Linked DNA regions of Ovis aries: region 1 is linked to region 2. The links are chromatin contacts, called in public Hi-C maps. All regions are on one chromosome and are shown on one strand. Each heading gives the region's core, a stretch centred on a gene start, on an enhancer-like site or on the middle of the called end of the contact. The rest is flanking DNA. Distances are from core to core; before and after follow the strand shown. Region 1 holds the start of CRTC2 (CREB regulated transcription coactivator 2). Region 2 holds the start of S100A6 (S100 calcium binding protein A6).

Region 1 (6,250 bases), core at 2,394-4,893, 350 kb before region 2:
GTGAAGTTGGGGGCCCTGGTGCTGTTGCTGGTGCTCACCCTCATCTGCAGTCTAGTGCCCGTCTGTGTGCTGCGGCGGCTGGGAGCTAACCCTGAAGCCTCAGGTAAGCCTCTCCTTTCCCCTGTTCCATGATGCTTGGCTTAGGGAAGTCCCTGGGGTTAAGGAAGTGGACCTAAGGGGGGACAGCAAGAGTGACCATTGCTTTGATTGGGTAGTGGGGCCTAAAGGGGGTTCATTTACTGATTCCTCTGTGTTCCACTCCTGCCCAGCCTCCCGCCAAAAAGCCCTGAGCCTTGTAAGCTGCTTTGCGGGCGGTGTCTTTCTGGCCACATGTCTCTTGGACCTGCTGCCTGACTACCTGGGTGCTATAGACGAGGCCCTGGCAGCCCTGCATGTGACGGTGAGCCCTGGCCATCTGCATGTGACCCTGTGTATGTGGACGCTCAGTCACACACTCCAGGAGAGGTGGTTTGTATGGATCTGTTTGTATGTCACTCTATGACTGTACGAGGACTCTTGGCCTGTGACCCCATGAGCTGTGATTTTTAGTCACAGAGCAGCACAACTTTGTGGGTTCTTACGCCCTCAGTCCTTACGTGACCTCTGTGTACCCTTTGAGACAGTGTGAGGAACCTTATTACCAGGTGCATGATCTACTTTGTGGGTGTCTCTAGTTCCAGCTTCCAGGAAGATACTAGCACTCCAAGAATCCTCTTTACCCTCTCAGCACTTTCCTGAAGGGTTGGAGATAGAGGTCCCTGCCCTACAGGCCTGGGATGGGTAGGAGGCAATTTCCAGGGACCTGGTGTTTCTATAGCCCAAGGAAGAAGGATATGGGGAAGATCATGTCCAAGGCACAGAACAGTCTTATTGGAAAAACTGAGACGGTTGGAGGAACTGAGGAAGTAACACTGACTGTAACCATTTATGTCTGTGACTGAGTGACCTGTGTCTCTGTGTGACTGTGTGTAAGCCTCATTGTCCCTGTGACAGTATGTGGCTTAGTGTGTGAGCACTTGGGAAAGAGGGCCAGTGTGTGGCCTACATGTCACACTTTGCTACGTCAGTGACTTTCAACTGGGGGTGATTTTGCCACCTTTCCAATCCACCCCCCTCCTACCCACCAGGAAACATTCAGTAATGAAATATTTTTGGTTGTCCCAACTCAGGGAGGGAGGGCTTGCCTTGCTACTAGCATCTAATGAGTATAGGCTAGGGATGCTGCTAAACATCCAACAGGGCACAGGGCAGCCCTCTACAACAAAGAACTGTCCGATCCAAAATGTTAATAGTACCAAAATTGAGAAACCGTGGTTTCCATGTAACGCTGGGAGTGACACCATAATCTGTATGGCTGTATGTCATTCTCAGTCTGTGGCACCACGTGACTGTATTTTTGCATAACTGAGAGTGGCTTTGTGTTTGTGTGGGACCCCAGGTCTGGGTAACTGGGACTAAACTCTGCATATGACTCTTCCTCTCCCTTCTTGGCCTGTCTCCTGAACTCCATGCTGTCCCCTCTGCCCGCAGCTCCAGTTCCCTCTCCAAGAGTTCATCCTGGCCATGGGCTTCTTCCTGGTCCTGGTGATGGAGCAGATCACGCTGGCTTACAAGGAACAGTCGGGACCACCACCTCGAGAGGAGACAAGGGCTCTGCTTGGAACAGTGAATGGTGGGCCACAGCACTGGCACGATGGACTGGGGGTCCCACAGGCAGGCGGAGCCTCATCAGCTCCCTCAGCGCTGCGTGCCTCTGTATTGGTCTTCTCGCTGGCCCTGCATTCAGTGTTTGAAGGGCTGGCGGTGGGGCTGCAGCGAGACCAGGCTCGGGCCATGGAGTTGTGCCTGGCTTTGGTGCTCCATAAGGGTATCCTGGCAGTCAGCTTGTCCCTGCGGCTGCTGCAGAGCCACCTGCGAGCACAGGTGGTGGCTGGCTGTGGGATCCTCTTCTCATGCATGACACCCCTGGGCATTGGACTGGGTACAGCTCTGGCAGAGTCAGCTGGGCCACTACACCAGCTCGCCCAGTCTGTGCTGGAGGGCATGGCGGCTGGCACCTTTCTCTATATCACCTTCCTGGAAATCCTGCCCCAGGAGTTGGCCACTTCTGAGCAGAGAATCCTCAAGGTCATTCTGCTTCTAGCAGGCTTTGCCCTGCTCACTGGCCTGCTCTTTATCCAAATCTAGAAAGCTCCAAGACAGGCAGGGAAGGTTGGGTACCACGTGCCCTTGACCTCCCTCCCCCTCTCCCAGTGTGTGGGGAAAAGGAAGGAGTGGGGAAGGGAGGTATTGAGGGCCAAAAAGTTCTTTGGGAGATAGGCTTGGAGCCTTTGAGACTGTTTGTCCAATGAGAGGAAATTGGGCAGACAAGAGCCTGACCCCCAGGCCCAAGGGACAAAAGATGGTCAAGTCACTAGAGATATGATTAAGGGACATCAGGATTAGGGAAGACAGTGAGTGCTAGTATCAGGGGTCAGACACTACACATAGGGACAAGTGGATACTTGTAAGGCTGGAGGTGAGCACCCAACCGCTATGGGGGAATAGAGGCATAGAGAAGGCATAGGCTGAATTGGCAGTCCTATTGGTTCTAGCCCATTTCAGCCCTCTTTCACTTGGAGTGGTTTCCTCCTACTTTTCTTAGCTCCTACTTTCATATCTATCTTCCTCTTCCCTTCTCCCAGAGGACTAGTGCCAAATGGCCTCTTCCTGCCAGTTTTGGTACCTCCTCTGGCTTCTCCAGTCCTGCTCACTACTCTCTTTTTAAAGTGCCAAATAAATCCCCTCCTTCTTTCTCAAAGCACAAGTGAAGGTGCTGAGCCCTGGCCAGCACATCAGTGGAAGGGTTCTCCTTGTTTTGGTCCCAGATGGTGAGCTGTGGTAGAAATGTTTGCTGAGCTGGGGATGGGGGCATGTTGGCAGAGTTACCACCCCCCCCCATTACTGTGCTGCACCCTAGGAGTACTGAACATGCACACGGTGCCCCAAGCCTAGATGATAAACACTGAGCTGCCAAAATTTTTTTTATACTAGAGGATCCCAAGGGGGAAGGGGAAGGCTCACCCCCAGGGTTATTTTTGGGGGAGGGAGGGCTATGCATAGGGCCATATTCTCTAGAATCTATTTTACTAACTGACCTGTTTTGGGAAATGTTACCCAAATAAAACAAGTTTCTATACATCTGTTCGGTATCTGATTCATTTGTCTTGGGCAAGGGGTGGGCACGTGGGGAATCTGAGAGAGTCTGAGTTTCAGATGTTTAGAGCTGTTTTAATATGCCTGGTTTTACTGTCTTCATTCAGGCCCCTCTAGTCCCTTTCCCAGAAAATGACCAAAATTTTCCTCTTGTCTCTTCCTGCTTCCCTCCCTGTCTCCACCCCTTCCTTTTCCTCCCTTTTTCCTTTACTCTCTTTAAACCCTCGCCCTTCGCATTTGTAGGCTCTGGACCAATATAGAACTACATTTCCCAGTTTGCCCCACGCAGGGAGGAACCGAGAGGGAGGAGCAAAATCCCCGGGTCCCGGAGTCAACAGGGCTGCTGGGAAATGGTGTCCGTTTCCTCTCTCGTATTGCGTGACTGAGGCTGTTAAAGAGTCACGTAAACAAACTACAATTCCCGGCGGTCCCCGCGCGCAGCAGGTCAGGGCTAGGCTGGGGCCGGGTTCGCGGTGCTCGCTGAGGCGGCGGCGGCGGCTACGGCTGGAAGAGCCGGGCCGGGGCCCGCGGCGGAGGCCGTGGCTTGTATTGGGAGGGTGGCGGGGAGGGACGGGGGAGGAAGATGGCGACGTCGGGAGCAAACGGGCCCGGTTCGGCCACGGCCTCAGCTTCCAATCCGCGTAAGTTTAGTGAGAAGATCGCGCTGCAGAAGCAGCGTCAGGCCGAGGAGACGGCGGCCTTCGAGGAGGTGATGATGGACATCGGCTCCACCCGGGTAAGGGGCCGCCTCGGGAAGCGGGAGCCGAGCAGAGCTGTCCCAGAGCGGCGAGCCGAGAGGCGGGGCGGGGGCGGGAGCCGTAGCGAAAGAGGCGGAACGCGGCAGGGACAGCGGGCGCCGCCGTCTGGGAGGCGCGGGTGGAGGGTCCGAGGGCAGGAAGACGGATTTTGCGGGAGGAGGTAGAAACTCCTGAGAGGTTGGAGAGTTTGGGAACGACTGGGAAGGCGGAGTAAGTGAGGCAGGAATGGACACGGAGAGATGGTCCCCGAAACCCTGAGGAGTTAGGAGGTGGGTGGTCCTTGTGCATCTCTGAGGGACTCAGCATCTTCGATATTGGGTTACGGGGCGGGGTGGGGGGTTGGCCTGCTCGCCCTAGTCTGGCTTCTCTGAATTGGTGATCTCCTCTTATATGGTCTCTCTGCCTTGTTGCGCTACTCTCGGCACTTAGTGTCTCCGGGAAAGGGCCCCATGAGTGGTTTGAACTGGGTATAGTGGGGCAGGAAGTCCCCTCCTGCGTCCCGTCCCTTTGCTTCCTTTTTCAAATACTTCTTGTGGTTTCCTGACGTGAATGAAGGTGAGGTCCATTGCTCACAGACTGGTGCTTGGTATTTTGCCCTGGTCGCCTTGGAGGAGAGAGAGGGCTTTGGATCTCGAAAGGGGGTAGGTAACCAGTAAGCTATCAGTTATGTGGAACCGATGCTTTGCTGAACTTTCTAGGGAGATGGGCGTTTGGGGGGTTAGTTATGGGGTGCTTGGAGGGTCTTCTGTAGGGAGGAAATATTCATTCCTACGCAGTTCCAGAAATAAAGCATCCTGGCAGAATTGCTTCTGAAGCTACCTAGACCCCTGCCACCCCGATCTTGGTGTCTTGCTTCCCATGGCTGGATGTCAGGGAGAGGTGGGGTGGGAGTTTGCCCAGCTGGTATGCAGTCCTAATTTAGGGACACATTATTCTCAAACAGCAGGTGAGGATATTGCAGTGATCCCTCCTGGCCGGAAGTTAGAAGGAATGTAAAGCTTGATGGATGGCCGAACATGAATACCACATTTCAAAGTTCTTTCTGCTGGTCTGACTGCCTTTGATTGAATCTGTCTGTGACTGGGACTCTGGTTGTATTTGTCTGTGTGTCTCCGTTACCTCTGTTAGTCTTTTTTGTGCTTTTTTACTTTTTTTTCTGAGTCTCTAGAGACCATGTGTCCTAGTTTTGGGGAATCAGAGAAAGTTAGATGGGGAAGTAAATTATGTGTGTTTGCACATAATCCCCTCTCACTGTTATGAGACTCATGATCTGACTGTTGTCTGCTCCCCTTTAGGAGCTTTTGATCAAGGTGGGGCAGAGACAAGAAGGTGGGCAAGAGGCTGACCTCCAGCTGACGGCTTGAGGCCATGCCCTCTGGACTGTGACTCCAGCGGAGGAATGATGGGATCTAGGGCTAGTATGTACAAACAAAAGCTCAAAAGCTGGACCTTCTTTCTTTGTGGTGCTTCAGTCTGTCCCTTCAACTCACCTTAGCCCTGCTGGGTAACTTCTCTTCTGCACATAAAAAACCTAGGGCATACATGGTCTGTGCCCGGAGACCTAAAGCTAGAGATTAGAGACCTGGAGTTCAGCCTGTTATCTGGCCAGCTGGGAGGTCTCATCTGAGGCAGATAGGGCCTGTGGGACCTATACTACTGAGAAGCTGGGGTTATCATATATATGAGTAGTGGTCCTAAAGTGGACCAAAGGTCAGTATAGTGCCCACTGAACTCGCTGGACTGACCTCTTAGGACAGAGAGTCAGTTCTGATGTTGGACTATGCACAACCAGCATAAGCCATGGAAGCTCTTAGAATTTACCACTGATCAGCTGCCTTGGGTCTCCTTGTTTGGCTGGTGGCAGAGGCTGAGCCTCAGAAGGAGATGCTCATCTCTCACAGAGGGACATGAGATCTTTAGGAAGACTAAATCCATGCCAGGCTGAGGGGTGTGGTGTCTTACTCCAGTGCCAGACACCTCTCCCCGAAGTGGGGATGAGGCCAAGGAGATAGCTCTAGGCCAGGCTGGAGTAGACTACTGCTTCTCCCCACCACACACCCCCATTCTGCAGGCTCCCCTGCCTATTTAGGGGCTTTAGGACTGGGTAGAAGAATGCTTATTGGTCTCAGCTCTGTTTTTCCGGGTAGAAGAGTCATCATTTAGTTGTTCTGTTTTTGGAGGCCCTGTGTAGCCTTCCTGAGGCTGGGCAAATGGCAGAGCCCAAAAGCCTGTGCCTACCCTCCAGAGCAAGAAGGAAAGAGACTGGCAGTCATGGCTCTGTGGCATCCACCTGTGAC
Region 2 (6,103 bases), core at 2,085-4,584:
GTTTGCAGGGTGGACCTCAGCCCGGGTGAGGGATTCAGAGAAGGAGATCAAGGAGACTTCCAGGTTGAGGCTGGGTTCCTGCAGCTGTGGAATCTGTGAGAGGAATGGGGTGGGTGGTGGGTGAGGGCGTTCAGCGGTCCAGGTCAGCTATGCAAAACTCACAGGCAGGGCTCCCACCTGGTCCTGCTCTGTGCGTCCACCACTGCTGGGGCTTTCAGCTGATGCTGACGGGGGACCCCAAAGGACCATTCTGCTAGTTTGTGAACACAGGTTGGAAGGAAGCAGAACTGATTCTTACCAGATGGAGGTGGTGGGAGGGAGGCAACTGAAGAGGGAGAGGCCTACGTGGCAGTCATCACATTATTGTTACACTTAAAAAAAAATTGAGGCTCAGATACATTATACAATCTCCAGCTAGTGGGAGGCTGGAATTCCAGGCCAGCTCCACGTATCACTCTCCCTCTTTCCTTTAAAATCAGCCTGGGTCAGGGGGCTCTCCTGCGGCATCCTGAACCTTAGCGGACCTCCCTAGAGAAAAGTGGGAAGGCGTCTCTGTGGACAGGGGACCAAAGCACGTGTGGGTGTCACCAGGCCTCCCCTCTGGCCTTCCTGCCTACTTCTCTGCATCCTGGAGTTAATGAGGGCAGAGGGAGGGGCCGTGGGTCCAGCAGGGTTAATTACAGGGAGACGGAGGCCCTGGGGAGGGCCTGGCTTTAACAGGAGCCCAGACTGGGGACAAGCACGGCGTCACAGAGAGGCTGTTTCCATCTCCGTATGTCCCGACGTCCTGTCTCCTGTGGCAAAGCTGGAGTGGAGGGCAGCGAAGAGGAGCGGGCAGGATGTGCCTGTATTTTCTTCCTGTTCCCCCCAAGCGCCCTGTCTCCCTCCTCTTGTAGAGCTGAGCTGGGAGGGCAGGGGACCAGACAGAGAGCAGGCCTGGGTGCCATGCACTCATTCCATACAGCTGTCCTGCAGGCTCTCCTAGCTAGGGAACACAGAGCTCTAACCACTGCTCTCGTGGAGGGATGTGTGATCTGCTTGCGTTCTGAACGATCCCCAACAGGGACAGAGTAAGACTTGGATGCTGCTCAGGGCCAGTATAGTCACCAAGCTGTTTCTATGAGGTGTTGTAGGAAATCTAGCTGTTTCTTTGAATGGTAGAAATTGTTGAGAGGAAGAGGGGCGCCTGCAGTAGCTGTACTCTAGTCATTTGTTCAGGTTGAGGAGTCAGGGCACGGAGGCTCTGCTAGGTGTCAGATCCCATGCTGGCTGTGGCCTGGGGGGAGGCTCTGGGGGTTGAGATGCTCCGTGTTGCTGACTCAGCTGGGGATCAGCCTGAGGCCACCTTCCCAGGGGCCACCGCAGGGCTGGGAGAGGTGGCTGGCTGACCTGTCTCTCTATCTGGGCCCTCGAAGAAGATGAGGGAGAGCAGCATTGACGACCTGATGAAGAGCTTGGACAAGAACAGCGACCAGGAGATTGACTTCAAGGAGTACTCGGTGTTCCTGACCACGCTGTGCATGGCCTACAACGACTTCTTTCTGGAGGAGAGCCAATGACCGGGGCCTGGTCCCTGGCCCCTGCAGCTCTGTTCACAAACCCTGCATGGCCCCTCACCTTCCCCTCCCTCCCAGACAGACCCTGCTTCAGCCTTGCCCTCCAGCAGAGGAATAAAGGTTTTCCATTCCAGGTGTCCAGGGCTGGTTTGGTAGATTCTTTTCCACCTTCGCTGGGGTGGGGTGGGGCCAGGCAGAGTTTCTCCTTGAGTAAATGGACAGCCTCTGGGACTTAGGGTTCTGAGTCTTTCAGAGTGGGTGTGACTAATCTTATCCAGGCGTAGTCTTGCCCTCCACACACACACACACACACAAATGGGGAAGCGGGGCCAGGCTTTTGCTTGTCTCGAGGGAATGCTGCAAGTATGCAGAGAAAGCTGCTGAGGCAAAGTGCTCAGGGAACGAGGACACGGGTGAAATCCTTAGGTGCTTTTTCAGGAGCTCCAAAGAGCTCTGGTACCATAGCCCTTTATGTCTCAGCATAGCAAAGAATTCAGCAAGAGGCTAAGTGATAGAAAAGAAGTGATTTACTGGAAGAGAACGATTGTGAGGTTTACAAGTGGGTGAGTGAGAGATACCGGGCCCTAAGAACTTACTGGGTTACAATTTTACAATCAGAGGAAAGGTGAGGAGGGGGAGAAGACCTTTGTCTTTCTTAGAAGACATCATGCTTCCATCATTAACTCCTCCTCTGGGTTGAGCAGGGAGTTTTCTTGTCTCTACATGGTCAAGTTAGGTCCACAAATTACTGTTTTTTATGTGTACAGAGAGCATGACCTCGGGATCATTAACTTACTGAGCTCACTGGGCAGTATGTGGGGCTCATACCATCACTGTTTTGTTGTTTGGGGCTATGTCTTATGTTTCTGATGCATTGTTTCGTTGCTAAGCAAGCCTGCTTGGTTTTGTGGCTAAGCAAACCCACTTTCTTGAGTAATCATCAATTCATAGGGGTCTCTTATACTTTTTCTACCTATAGTCCCCTAGTGGGATTAACTGTCCCACTACTTTGCCCCTTTATTCTGTCCCTTTCACTGGGGGCAGCTGGGATTTGGTTCCTGAGGGCAGTGGTGGGCAGGCCAGAATGACTTGTCCCTGGCTCACAGGAGGCTCTCCCTCCCCCCAACCCCAACACACTAAGAAAACAGAGTCTGGCCTTGACCTCCAGGCCAGGCCCTTCTCCTCCATTTCCCCCTTTGCAACGAGCCCCATCCCCCATCATCTCTGGGGTCCAGAGATTTCTGCTGTCCCCACTTCTCCATAGCAAAATCCTTTCTTAGGAGAGGATCTGAAAAACTTTGCAGTGGAGGGTAAATAACTAATGACACAGGGCTCTGCTCGCCTGGGTGTGCGTGCACTTTAAAGGGCAAGAGGTTCCGAGTGGAATTCGGGAGGGGCGTGGGGTGGGGGAAGGGAGGGGGTGGTGGCGGCAGGAATTTATTGTCCCTAGTGGGATGGGTGTTCCAGAGGCCCTGTCACTTCTATCCTTCATCGAGGGTTTTCCCAGGATAGCCACCCTCTTACTTCTACACGGACAGACAGACAGACAGACAGACAGACAGACAGACACACACACAGTCGCTGCCCGGTTCTCCGCCTCCTCCCCTTGCCCTGTCACATCAAGACATGGGGGACAAAATGAGGTTGGGAGATTAGGAGGTCTTCCTTAAGCCCCTCACACCCACCCCACGGAGCCCCGAAAAGCCGGGGCAGGGGACATGCAAAGTTCGGCCTGGGTACTGTGTAAAGAGCCTGCAGGGTGGGGCGTGGGGGGGACATGGGCGGCGGGGGCGCTTTCGCTGACCGGCTTCCCTGCGGCGCAACTATAGGGCGGGCTGGCCGACCACTCAGCCTTCCGCTCGGTCGCTCCCTTCTCGTTTCGCTGCAACCGGCGGTGAGTTCTCCCCAGGGCCGCCGCCGGCGCTCCCTGGTCCGCTGGCATTCAGAGTAGGCCGGTGGCGGGGAGAGGCAGGCCGTGTCAGGCTGGCCCCGGGCTAAGGCATCCTATGGGGCAGCTCTCACAGCGGGCCTGGGAGGCTGCAGGAGGGTGCGTCCCAGGCGTGGGGTGAGTCAGTGCCACGGTATGTAGTCCTGTGAGGATGTGTGCGTGTGTGTGTGTGTGTGTGTGTGTGTGTGTGGCGGGGGGACGGCGGCTGGGTGTGCAGCCTCCAGCCCACACTCCCAGCATACTCCTCAACTTTCTTGGAACCCCTAGAGGAGAGTTCTCAACTGTGGTCCTATTTATTTCTTAGGATCCTAGAACCACCTCTGCTCTGGTTCCCTTCTCTGCAGGACACTCATCTCTTGGCCCTAGAGTCTGCCCTCCCCTCCCCTTCCAGCCCTGGGCTTTCTCCATCAAGGCTCACCTCATTCTAGCCAAAGGGAGTCGAAGGGATTGCTTGACAGTGGTCTTGAGGTGTGTGGGTGAGTGAGAAAGCCTTGCTGCCCAGGCTGCTGACCTGTCCCGCTGCCTGCACCTCTGAGCCCAGTCTTCAGCTATGGGGACACCCCCTGGATCAGGCCATTAGCCTCCTGGTGGTCATCTGCCACAAGTACTCCGGCCATGATGGTGACGAGAACACCCTGAGCAAGAAGGAGCTGAAAGAGCTTGTCCAGAAGGAGCTCACCCTTGGGGAGATGAGTGAGCCTCCCAGGCCCCCTCTCCCCACCTCCCACTCTTTAGCAGCAGGATTGGGAGAGGACGGGGTGCCAGGTGCATCTGACTCACCCCTGTCCACATTCCAGGGCCCTAGACCACATGTCTTACCGTTGGTTCACACTCCTGCGGGGCTGGGGCTACTCTCAGCCTGGTATTCCCTCCCTTGAGTGAGGGACAGAGGAGGGGTAAAGCCAAGTGAACCCAAGGTGGAACTGGATCTTTGGTGACGAGTGAGAACAGAGACACTTGTATGAGAGAAGGCTGCCTGGGAGGGGGAAATGCAGAGAACTCAAGGTCTCATCACCATTGAGTCTGGCTTTCCCATTCTGACACATTAAAAGATGCAGGATGCGGAAACCGCAGAGCTAATGGACGAAATGGACCAGAACAAGGACCAGGTGGTGAACTTCCAAGAATATGTCACCTTCCTGGGGGCCTTGGCTATGAGCTACAATGAACTTCTCCGGGACTGAAAATAAATTGGGAGGTGGAGACGCCCTCTATCTGATCTGTCTGTCTAATGGTGGTAATTGTACGATAAAATTATGATTATTTTTTGTTTAAATCTACCCCTGTGTCCTGGCTTCCCAGTGATTTCTGTCTCCTCCTCTGCTTGATGCCGCATCAACCATCAGAAGGTTACAGTTACCTCTGGGAGTGACTCAGTGACTCACCAGGCCAGGAAAACTGGTGGGAAGGCTCACAAGATGGTGGATGTACCCTAACAGAGTGGCTGTGAGTTCATAAGCTGGCTTTGATGTGGATTAGAAAAGATGTCCACTCTGGGTGAAGCCGCCTTAAAGGAAAGGCTTGAGGGGTCCCCAGGCTTCCTGGTGGTGCTAGTGGTAAAGAACCGCCTGCCAGTGCAGGAGACAGGAGAGATGGGGGTTTGATCCCTGGGTCAGGAAGATCCTCTGGAGGAGGGCATGGCAACCCACTCCAGTATTCTTGCCTGGAGAATCCCATGGACAGAGGAGCCTGGCGGGCTATGGTCCATGGAGTTGCAAAGAGTCGAACACGGCTGAAGTGACTTAGCACACACACACACCCAAGCGGTCCCCAGTAGAGTGGGTTCTGGGATGGGCTTGGAGGAAATGGTGCTTGAGTCAGGCTGTGTTGAGCCCAGAGTGGAGCAGAGATGGTCCTAGCAAGGTCCCTGATTATGAAGACTTATTTTTGCTCTGGGTATGGTCAGAGCGGAAGAGTCACAAGCGCTGGGAGGCGGGGCTGGTCCACATTCTCACCACAGTGAAGTGGGGGCAGAGGAGGTGCCACTGACATGCCCAGCCCCTGGTCAAGGAGTGTTCTGTCATTCTGTTGAGACCACCACAGACAGACAGGACACTGGATGCTTGAGTTCCATTCTGATGCCTATGCCCTGGGTGGTCGAAGTGGGGAAGCACGCTTCAGGAGTCTGACCGTGCATTCAGGGGACAGGGTTCTTTGTACTAGGGGTGGTGGTCTGAGAAGCTGGCAGCTGTGTCAATATGTGAATCATGGGGTGTTCGTGAAAGGGGTGGAGTGGGGGGGTCCTCAGGATGGGGTGGGGATCCCAGGGCTGGGCAACCATGGCTTCAAGCTTTTCTGTCAATATTGATCCAGCCAATCCCTACAGCCTTAGCAGAATGAATCACCCCGGTTATTCCATCAGAGCCAAGCCTCATTCTCAGCCCCCATCAGGGAAGGTGAGTAACTGTCTGAATTACTGCCTGAGTTCATTGTTTGCGTTAGTGTTTTCACTTGGTGGGTGAGGGTGGGGGCAAGGGGGTAAGTTGTGTCTCAGGGTGATGGGGCAGGTGTCATAGTTCTGTCCCCTCCAGGCCTGGTGGGCCCCAGGCAAGTTCCCCTGTAGGCTCTGGGGACCTCAAAGGGAAACCATATCCTCCTC

What was found. Hi-C and Micro-C count contacts between places; a contact is called where the count stands out from the background.
Region 1: a Hi-C map of skin fibroblasts shows a contact between it and region 2, with 3 times the contacts expected there. The contact joins the promoter of CRTC2 here to the promoter of S100A6 in region 2. A contact is called at or near these places in 2 of 16 Hi-C or Micro-C datasets (omental adipose tissue and skin fibroblasts).

Annotation. Positions count from the first base shown.
Region 1 is chr1:104,341,236-104,347,485 of ARS-UI_Ramb_v3.0, reverse strand. It overlaps CRTC2 (CREB regulated transcription coactivator 2), which reads left to right and starts at 3,643. Exons shown (of 13, transcript XM_060414435.1): 1 at 3,643-3,931. The coding sequence starts at 3,779. It overlaps SLC39A1 (solute carrier family 39 member 1), which reads left to right. Exons shown (of 3, transcript NM_001163600.1): 1 at 1-103; 2 at 270-400; 3 at 1,531-2,187. The coding sequence ends at 2,187.
Region 2 is chr1:103,992,003-103,998,105 of ARS-UI_Ramb_v3.0, reverse strand. S100A6 (S100 calcium binding protein A6) reads left to right here and starts at 3,334. Exons shown (of 3, transcript XM_042243274.1): 1 at 3,334-3,373; 2 at 3,973-4,191; 3 at 4,552-4,723. The coding sequence starts at 3,334. The coding sequence ends at 4,688. It overlaps S100A5 (S100 calcium binding protein A5), which reads left to right. Exons shown (of 3, transcript XM_012181831.5): 3 at 1,416-1,693. The coding sequence ends at 1,559.